Regions from separate parts of the Macaca mulatta genome. Here region 2 is linked to region 1. The links are chromatin contacts, called in public Hi-C maps. All regions are on one chromosome and are shown on one strand. The core of a region is the stretch at or near the end of the contact, and the rest is flanking DNA. Distances in the headings are between cores, read along the strand shown. Region 1 holds the start of SEC22A (SEC22 homolog A, vesicle trafficking protein). Region 2 overlaps SEMA5B (semaphorin 5B).

The links. A called contact is a pair of places that touch in the nucleus more often than the background predicts.
Region 2: a Hi-C map of fetal cortex germinal zone shows a contact between it and region 1, with 1.7 times the contacts expected there. The contact joins the enhancer-like site here to the promoter of SEC22A in region 1. A contact is called at or near these places in 2 of 14 Hi-C or Micro-C datasets (fetal cortex germinal zone and liver).

Annotation. Positions count from the first base shown.
Region 1 is chr2:160,564,920-160,569,257 of T2T-MMU8v2.0, reverse strand. SEC22A (SEC22 homolog A, vesicle trafficking protein) reads left to right here and starts at 2,473. Exons shown (of 8, transcript NM_001194575.3): 1 at 2,473-2,601.
Region 2 is chr2:160,838,821-160,843,158 of T2T-MMU8v2.0, reverse strand. The region is part of intron 4 of SEMA5B (semaphorin 5B); the gene reads right to left. Among named protein-coding and RNA genes, the nearest start is that of SEMA5B, 92 kb to the right of the region's middle. Within about 2 kb of position 1,813, at least 4 of the 40 cell types and tissues checked have an H3K27ac peak or open chromatin away from gene starts, as enhancers often do. A contact at or near this core is called in fetal cortex germinal zone, where this site is marked.

The DNA.
Region 1 (4,338 bases), core at 1,224-3,723:
AGTGGCACAAACATGGCTCACTGCAATTTCAACCTCCAGGACTCAAGCAATCCACCCACCTCAGCCCCCCAAGTAGCTGGGACTACAGGTGTGCACCACCACGCCTGGCTAATTTTTGTATTTCGTTTTTTTCAGAGAGGGTTTGGCCATGTTGCCCAGGCTGGTCTTGAACTCCTGAGCTCAAGCAATCTGCCTGCCTCGGCCTCCTCAGCCTCCCAAAGTGCTGTGCTGGGATTACAGGTGTGAGCCATCATATCTAGTCCAGTGAATTTTCATTAATTGAAAACACCATGTAATCAACACCTGGATCAATAAGAACATTACTAGAACTCCAGTAATCCCTTATTGCTCCTTTCTAATTATTAACACTAATAATTGTAACTAATTGGTTACCTAAGGGTAACCAATATTTTACTTCTATTACCTTATATGAGTTCTTATTTTGAACATTATGTAAATGGAGTAATATAGTAATCATTTTTTGTGTCTGACTTATTTCACTCAATTTTTGTGATTGTAAAATTCATGCATGCTTTGCATATAGTTGTAGATTATTGTCCTTCCTATATAGTATTCTATTATGTGAATTTTTTTTTTTTTTTTTTTTTTTTGAGATGGAGTCTTGCTCTGTTGCCTAGGCTGGAGTTCAGTGGTGTGATCTTGGCTCACTGCAACCTCTGCCTCCCAGTTTAAGCAATTCTCCTACCTCAGCCTCCCAAGTAGGTGGGATTACAGATGCCCACCACCACGCCTGGCTAATTGTTTTGTATTTTAGTTGAGACAGGGATTCACCATGTTGACTAGGCTGGTCTCGAACTCCTGACCTCAAGTGATCCACCCCCCTCGACCTCCCACAGTGCTGGGATTACAGGCATGAGCCATAGCGCCAGATGAGAATATTCTAAAATTTATTCATTTCATGAACATTCTTATACATATGTTTTCCGGTGAATATATGAATACATTTATGTTGAGTATATATCTAGGACCAAATCTATGTTAGTTCAGGCCTTTCTTCTGAACTTTAGACCTACATATCCAAATCTACTTGACATCTCTATTTATAGACATTTCAAATTTAACATATTCCAAGCCATTTGCTCCTCCTCCTGTGTTCTGTGAATCAGTAAATGGCTTCTTAATCCATCTAGTTACTTAAGGAGTCATCCTTAATATTCCTCTTTCTTGACCCTTCCCGGCAAACCAATCTGTTATTAAGTCCCTTGGATACCATCTCTAATTTATACATATCTTGAAATTATCTACCTCTTTCTGTCTCTAACTCCCATTATACTAGTTCAAGCCATCATTTCTGGCTTTGCCTGATGCAACTGCCTCCAAATGGCCTTCCAGCAGCCTTTCTTGCCCTCTTCCGAACTATTCTCCACAAACAGCCTGAGTGATTCTTAAATATGCAAATAGGATCCTACTTAATAGTCTTTATTAGTTGCCCATTGACCTTGGGCTGAGATGAGACAAGGGCCAGACCATGCTGGCTCTTATTGGCCACATTACAGATTTCAGGCTGTATTTTGGAAGTTTCTCCTTGCTCCCTACACTCCATCCACACTGACTTCCTTTTACTTCCTAGAGCACAAGAAGTTCTTTCATGCCCCAACAACCTCACACATAATAGTTCCTTGACGGGGAACATTCTCTAAGGTTCTTTAATATGCCTGCAGCTTAAAAGGCACTTATTCAGAAGTCTCTTTCCTGACAGTCCAAAATTAATTCATCATTGCACCCACTAATTTTCCCTCCCAGTACTGATCACAATTTATAATTCTGTAACTATTTATGCTTTCATATCTTTTGCTCCAATTACGTCTTAAATTCCATCAAGTGTTATGTCCACTCCTGTAACCCCGCGTTTAACACGGTGCTTGGCACATGGTAAACAGCCAGTAAATGCCTGTTTAATAACGCATGACCGATGCGAAAGCTGGAAGGGGTCAAGGGGTCGGCATCTGGCACTTCTCTGCCATAGTTTGTTTCCTTCTTGTGTGTGGGTATAGACGGGGCCAGGTCCTCTCCTTGCTCACCCACAGGGGGCTTTTCTCCCTGTCCCCTTTATAAGTGTCTGCTGTAGGGGCCGCGTGTGAAAGACAAAATGCCTGCAGATACAGGGCGGCGAGCGGAGGGGATTGGCCCTATTTCTAAAGTCAACGTAGTTCTGTCATCAGAGGACTGTACTTTTCTGGCGCAGGTGCGAGAGACGCTGCCAATCTCTCCTGGAGCGGGTGGGACTAAGGCGGGTCCTGGGATCGGGCGGGTTGTTGTGTCCTTCCTGCAGAATCCGATTGGCCTGGGCGAGCCGAGGGAACGGGGGCGTGGTTTGATTCCGCGGGCGCGAGCCACGTTGGACGCGGCGCAGCCCCGCCGAAAGGCCCCTCCCAGGCCCCACAATGCACTGCGGGGTGCGTCACTCGGAGCGGCGGGTCCCGTCTCGACAGGTACTACCCGGCCCCTCCCAGTCCTCTTCTTCCCTTCTTAGGGGTCGTTCGAACCCCTGCCGGCCTCTCCCCTCCCTCTCCCTGCCTCCCGCGACAGCCTCGGTCTTCGCCCTCGGGACTGAAGACCTACCCGACGGGCAGGAGCCAAGTCCGTGCCTTTGGGGTGGGAGCCGGGGCCGCGGAGCTCTGGAGGGACGGGCAAGCAGGGACCCCGTCCACTTCGACTTGAGGTTTCTCTGGGGCCACGCGGGCGGCCGTTGCGCCTCGTCTGAGCCGCCTGGGGTATTGGGCAGCCAGGGAAGGAGTGTCTAAAGGGGAGGGACAGTCGCACTTGGCTGTCAGTAGGTTGGTAGGGATTCCCTGGCGCCCAGTTGTCAGAAACACGGTGATCTACCTGTGTAGGTGGCCCGCGGGAGCTTGAGGTGGTATTTCCTATTTCTGTTAGGCAGAATGGGACTTGAACCAGTGTCTTACTTTACGTCTTGCGGGGATGGAGTGAGCACTGAACCCAGATATTTGCCCGTGTTGGCTCACGGAAACCTCTTGAGACCCTGCCTCAAGAGTCACTTTGGGAACGATGTGGCAGAAGGGAGACCTGAGCAATTGGCTCAACAAGTGGAGGAGGCTTCCGAAAGAAAAGGACAAGCCCCAGCTGTCCTGAATCTCTCTGCCAGTGAAGACAGCTTAAGATAATTTTTCTCCTGCTGCTTAGTTTCCTGGGTCATCCACCTGGGGCAGGGGGCTAGCTTGAGAACCAGTCCCTCCTGGGCCTATTCAGCCAAGGCAAAGCCTAGCCCAGAGCAAAAATGTCAGCCACCAGACTGGAGATGTTGGGAACTTCAGTCAGGGGAACAGCCACTTTTCAAACTCTGAATCACTTTTCATGTTATTGATATTTGCTTACATGCTAAGATCGGAAGGAATCAGGCGGTGCCTTAAACGGTACCTACAATTTCTGGCATATTAAGGTTCCTTCAGTATTTGATTCTGACACCTGTGACCGTATCCTAAAGTAATGGGACATTCGGGTATTTCCTATGTTGAAAACCATCACATCTGTTTAGTGCCTTTTTGTGTGTGTGTGCGTGCAACTGGTTAAAATCGAAGTATATCTTATGTTGGTCTATGAAAGAGGCCCAGGTATCACAGGGGTGCCTGTGACCTTCCTTGAGTGTCTCACAGAGTTGTTAGAGTTGGGTCTGAGTTTAAATCCCTACTTTGTCACGTACTAGTTTAGGGATTAAAAAAATTCCTTAAGCTTTCTGGGCTTGAATTTCCTCAAAGGTAAAATGGAACTAATAATACCTACTTCACAGGTTTTTGGAAGGCTTAAATGAGGTAATGTGTATAAAGTGCGTGGTCCATGGAGAGTAATCAATAAATAATATAGCAAATATTTAATATAGTGCTTTTAGTATGTTACAAGGCAGTGTTTCAGGCGCTTTACATGATCCTATGAGATAGATACTATTGGCATCTTTAAAATAAGCCTATGAGATAGATACTGTTAGTAGCCATAATGTATAGATGTAGAAAGGCAAAGCTTGCCCAAATTTACATGTCTGCTACATGGTGGAGCCAGGATTAGAACCCAGGCAGCAAGTGAATAGGAGTTTCTATATCCCTGGTTTCTTATCTCTTGTTGGTTTTGGTAGACTGATGAAGCATAGTAGTGTGTAGATACTAGAAACTTAGACTGAAGTACCAGTTCTGCTATATACTAGCAGTGTGACGTTGAGAAAGTAAGCCTCAGTTTCCTCATCTGTAAATTGGCAGTTCTACCTACCCAACTGTGAACTATGTGGCACTATACAAGTGTTGGAATTGACACATTTGAGCATGTATTGGGGGCCCTGTCCTAGATGTGGGTAAAATCTGTTGTGAA
Region 2 (4,338 bases), core at 564-3,063, 270 kb before region 1:
ACTAGCCTTAGTGACAGAGTCAGACCCACCTCAAAAAAAAAAAAAAAATTCCCTACTTTTTAGAAATGTATACTGAAATATTTATGGATGTTATGATATGTCTGAGATTTGCTTCAGGACAGAGATGTGGGGGGATATATGTAGATGAAAGATGATTGACCATGAGCTGATAATTGTTAAAGCTTTTAAGTGCTGTTGAATACACAGGGTTCATGTACAATTCTCTTTGCTTTTGTGTGTGTATGAAATTACATGATAAAAAAGCATCTTTGTTTGTTTGCCTTAAGAGTAAAAGTACTAACCAGCTCACTGGAAACTCCATGGGAGGGCTCATAGAGACTGGTGGGCTTCTCCTAGGGTGCTGGGTGAGGAGCCTTTTTCACTGGGAGACCCTCTATGTCATATTCTAAAAGTCTGGTCTCTGGAGTCATTGAGTTTTTCCAGCAAAGACTCCCTCAGTCTCCTGCCTGGAAGTGGGGCTGGGGGAGCAGGGGGTGGGAGGAGGAAGTAGACTTTCGTTTGATCACACACCATCAGTGCCCTTTAGGAGTCCCTAAATATAGGGCGTTTCCAGTTGAATGTTTGGAGAAAGGGTCTTGGTTTCCTTTCTTGGAGGGAGGGAGAAGATGGAAGAAGGGATTGCTGTTTGGGATGGGATAGGAGACCTGGGTCCCAACCCTTTAATTTAGAGAATTTCAATCAATCATCCCTTTTATCCTTGTACCTCATCTTCACATCACACAATATGGGACACCCAATTTTGGGGCCCTTCTGAGGAGTCAGCTGCCTGTCCACTGCATCCCCTCTGCAAGCCAATCTGCTCTATCTACTTTTCTTTCCTCCTTTTCTTCCTTTTCTCTCTCTCTTTCTCTTTCTTTCTTTCTTTCTTTCCTTCCTTCTTTCTTCTTTCTTTCTTTCTCTCTTTCTCTCTTTCTTCTTTCTTTCTTTCCCCTCCCTCCCTCCCTCCCTTCCTTCCTTCCTTCTTTCTTTTTGACAGCGTCTCACTTTGTTGCCCAGGCTGGGGTGCAGTGGTGCCATCCCTGCTCACTGCAACCTCCACCTCTCGGGTTCAAGTGATTCCTGAGTAGCCTCAGCCTCCCAAGTAGCTGGGATTACAGGTACCCACCACCATGCCCAGCTAATTTTGTAGAGATGGGGCTTCACCATGTTGGCCAGGCTGGTCTTGAACTACTAACCTCAGGTGATCCGCCCGCCTCGGGCTCCCGGAGTGCTGGGATTACAGGCGTGAGCCACTGTGCCCAGCCTCTGACCACTTTCCATTGCCCCAGAATGCATAATCTCCTCTTCACTGACATCTTTTTCATTCTCTCTGTTGTTGTGAATGTGCACCCTTTAAAATTTCTCACTCTTTTTAGTGGAGTTTTGTGAAGGGGTGGAGAGAGATGTGTCTGATCAATCTGGAACACAGAGTGCTTTAAACAAGGGCTGTCCCAGAAATTCCAGAATGATCTCTAGTAACAGTAGCTCTGTGGTTTTCATGCTGTGAGAGGAAGCAGGCGACACTCAGAGACGTGGATCATCTCCCTGTAAACTCAGCAACTCCCACGGACACTTGGGGGCCAGGGACAATGGCTGAGTGTCTATGCATTTTTGGAGCATTAAGTCCACTGCTCAGTGGAGTTTAAACTTCAAACCACTCCAGGGCTGCCAGATTTGAGCTTGGAGGACGTGGAGATAAACTGGAAGAGAGCTCAGGCACTGCGCTCCATGTCTGCCCAGGCCCGAACAAAGCCCCGTTGTGCGTCCTGACGCATATGTGCAGAACAGTCCTCGTTTCTGCCTCGCAGGATATCTGGCAAACCAAGATCATAAATCTGTTGCAATTAGGCCTCCAGCCAGGTCGTCCCATGGAACTGTTCTGGCAAAGGTCGCTCACGAGCTCCTAATTGCCAACTCCAAGACAGCTCATCATGCTGGTCCTCTCAGCAGCCCGGGGACGCTGTCGATCACTGGCCTCCTTTTCTTTCCCGGTACCAGTTCATTAAGTTAGACTGATAAATAACCATACAGGTGAGCTGATTTGATTTCCCCCTACTCCTCCATCCCCAACACACACACTGCCCCATCTGCTCCTAGCTGCACCTCTTCCCTACTTCAGAGCTTGGAGGATTGGGAAGGAGCTGGGCATTCAATTTTCTTTAAGGAAGAGAGGTTTACATAAATTGTTTAATAGGGGTTAGGTACTTAGAAGTCCCTTAATGGATACTGGTTTGCAAAAACTGTTTACATTTAGATTTTTCTTTACGGAATGTTAATTATTTAAACTATCAATAAAGCACTGAGTTTTAAGTTTGCTTAAATCATGCCCTGGGGCCAAGTGGGAGAATCAGTTGGCTCTTTAATGGGGAGTTTTAACCCAAGTGTAGCCCCAGGCCACAGGGAGAGTAGAGGAAGCTGGGCTGGGGAACCCTGGCCTAGCCGCCCCTGTCAGCGAAGTGGTGCAGATCATTTTCAGCACTTGGTTGCTGGTGACAGCAGACACTGAGAACTGAAAGCTTATAACCAGGGACCCAAAGCCCCCGGAGAAGGCACTGGCAGGACAACCCCTGAAGTCAGACTTTGAGAGTTACAAGTTGGGGCTTCCTCACCAGACAACAGACAGGAGGACCGGGCACTGAAGACCAGAGGCCAAGGTCTGCTCCAGGGGACGCTGGACGGCCCGCCCCAACCTCTTGCTTGTTCTCTCCCCTCTGTGGACAGATGGCACACACCAGGGTGGGAATGTGGACATAAAATGTATTTATTTCCTTAGTTCTGTCACAGTGAATCCAGCCTGAAATACTGAGGTCAGGCCCCTCAGAGACACGCTGGGAAAGGTGGTCAAGCCAGTTCCTGGCACTTTGGGGGCTTGTCTGTAGGGCCCTTCAGGGAATGCCCTTGGAGCTGAGACCCTGCTCCAAGCCTGAGCTATGGGCTGCCATAAGATACCTGCCCCAGGCTGACACCAGGGTCAACACTGACCTGGATGAACCAAACCCCAGAATTCAGTCATCAGGCGCAGAGTCTTAACAGCCTTGCTTTTATTTCTGTGTATCTATTTCTCTTCCTCCCTTCAGCCACATTACACTCCCAGAAGGCCTTCATCTGCACACCACAGGAACCAAATAAAAAGCCAGCTGCCTGGAGCTCAGGGTGGGACCCCTGGGTCCACTTCCTCCCGCCCACTTTGAACCTCCTCTGCACTGGCTTCCCCCAGGCCCCGACCTGCTGGGTTTGGCATCTTGGCTTACTTTCCTGCCAATTGGAAACTAGGCTCTGGACTGGCTGCCTGTGACTGAGCTGACAGGCCACAAGATGCTGCTTCTGGGGAACTTCCCCTGCCTCGCTCCAGCCCAGATCCCAGGAATACACTGCACAGCCCCTCAAGGGAATCATATGTGATCTCTTATGTGCATATTCCTTGCGGCAAGGTACCGGGCCTGATTCACTTTGGAACTCAAATGCCTTGTACCATGCCTAGGATGAGACTGGCCTTCAGTAGTTATTCGACAAATGTTTATTGGGTGGGTGAATTGATGGATGGATGGATGGATGGGCAGGCTGGCTAGTAAAGGTATGGATAGAAGGACAGATGGACAGATAGAAGGACAGATGGACAAATGAATGGCATTTTCTTTCAATTTGCCCTAGTTCCTCCCAACCCTTCCCTTCCATTGGGCACACATTTGCTTCCTTATACCTCCCCTCTAGCAACCAGCCAAGAGCTGCAACGCCCCTGGGTGTGTGGACCCAGGTGTGACCAGAATGTCATACCAGCTCCCCAAGAAAGTCTCCCCTGTGGCAGTGAAACTCTATACAAACAGCCCAGCACATGATTAGGTTCTAACTTCCGATTAGGTTAGTCACTTCTCATATTTTCCTGAAGACCAGAGACTCTTCATTTCTTATAGTCCCGTGGCCCCTAGCTGAGTTCTGGTACACAGTAAGTGCTCAATGAATGCTTAATCACTGGGAGACCAGAACATGTCTCCTAGACATGAGAATTGAGGCTCTCTCCTCATTGAAGAAGAAGAGATGGCCATCCTTTCTCTACAATATTCAGCCTCTGCAAAGATGGTTTGGCATCTGTTTCTCAATCTGGGATAAATGTTCTGGATCAAGGAGTCCCATTAAAACGCCTCTCAGAGCACTTAGGGAATTATGCTTGGGAAGTCCTTCTTGGCAGCAGATAATAAATCAATCACAGCTCAGAGAAAATGCTGAGTTAGAATGGGATCATTCAGGTTGGGCTAGGAAAGGAACTAGGAATACTCTTTCCGTGGAGGCCTGAACTCAGAGACCCTCCTGTGGATCCAGGTTGGGGACTTACAATAACAA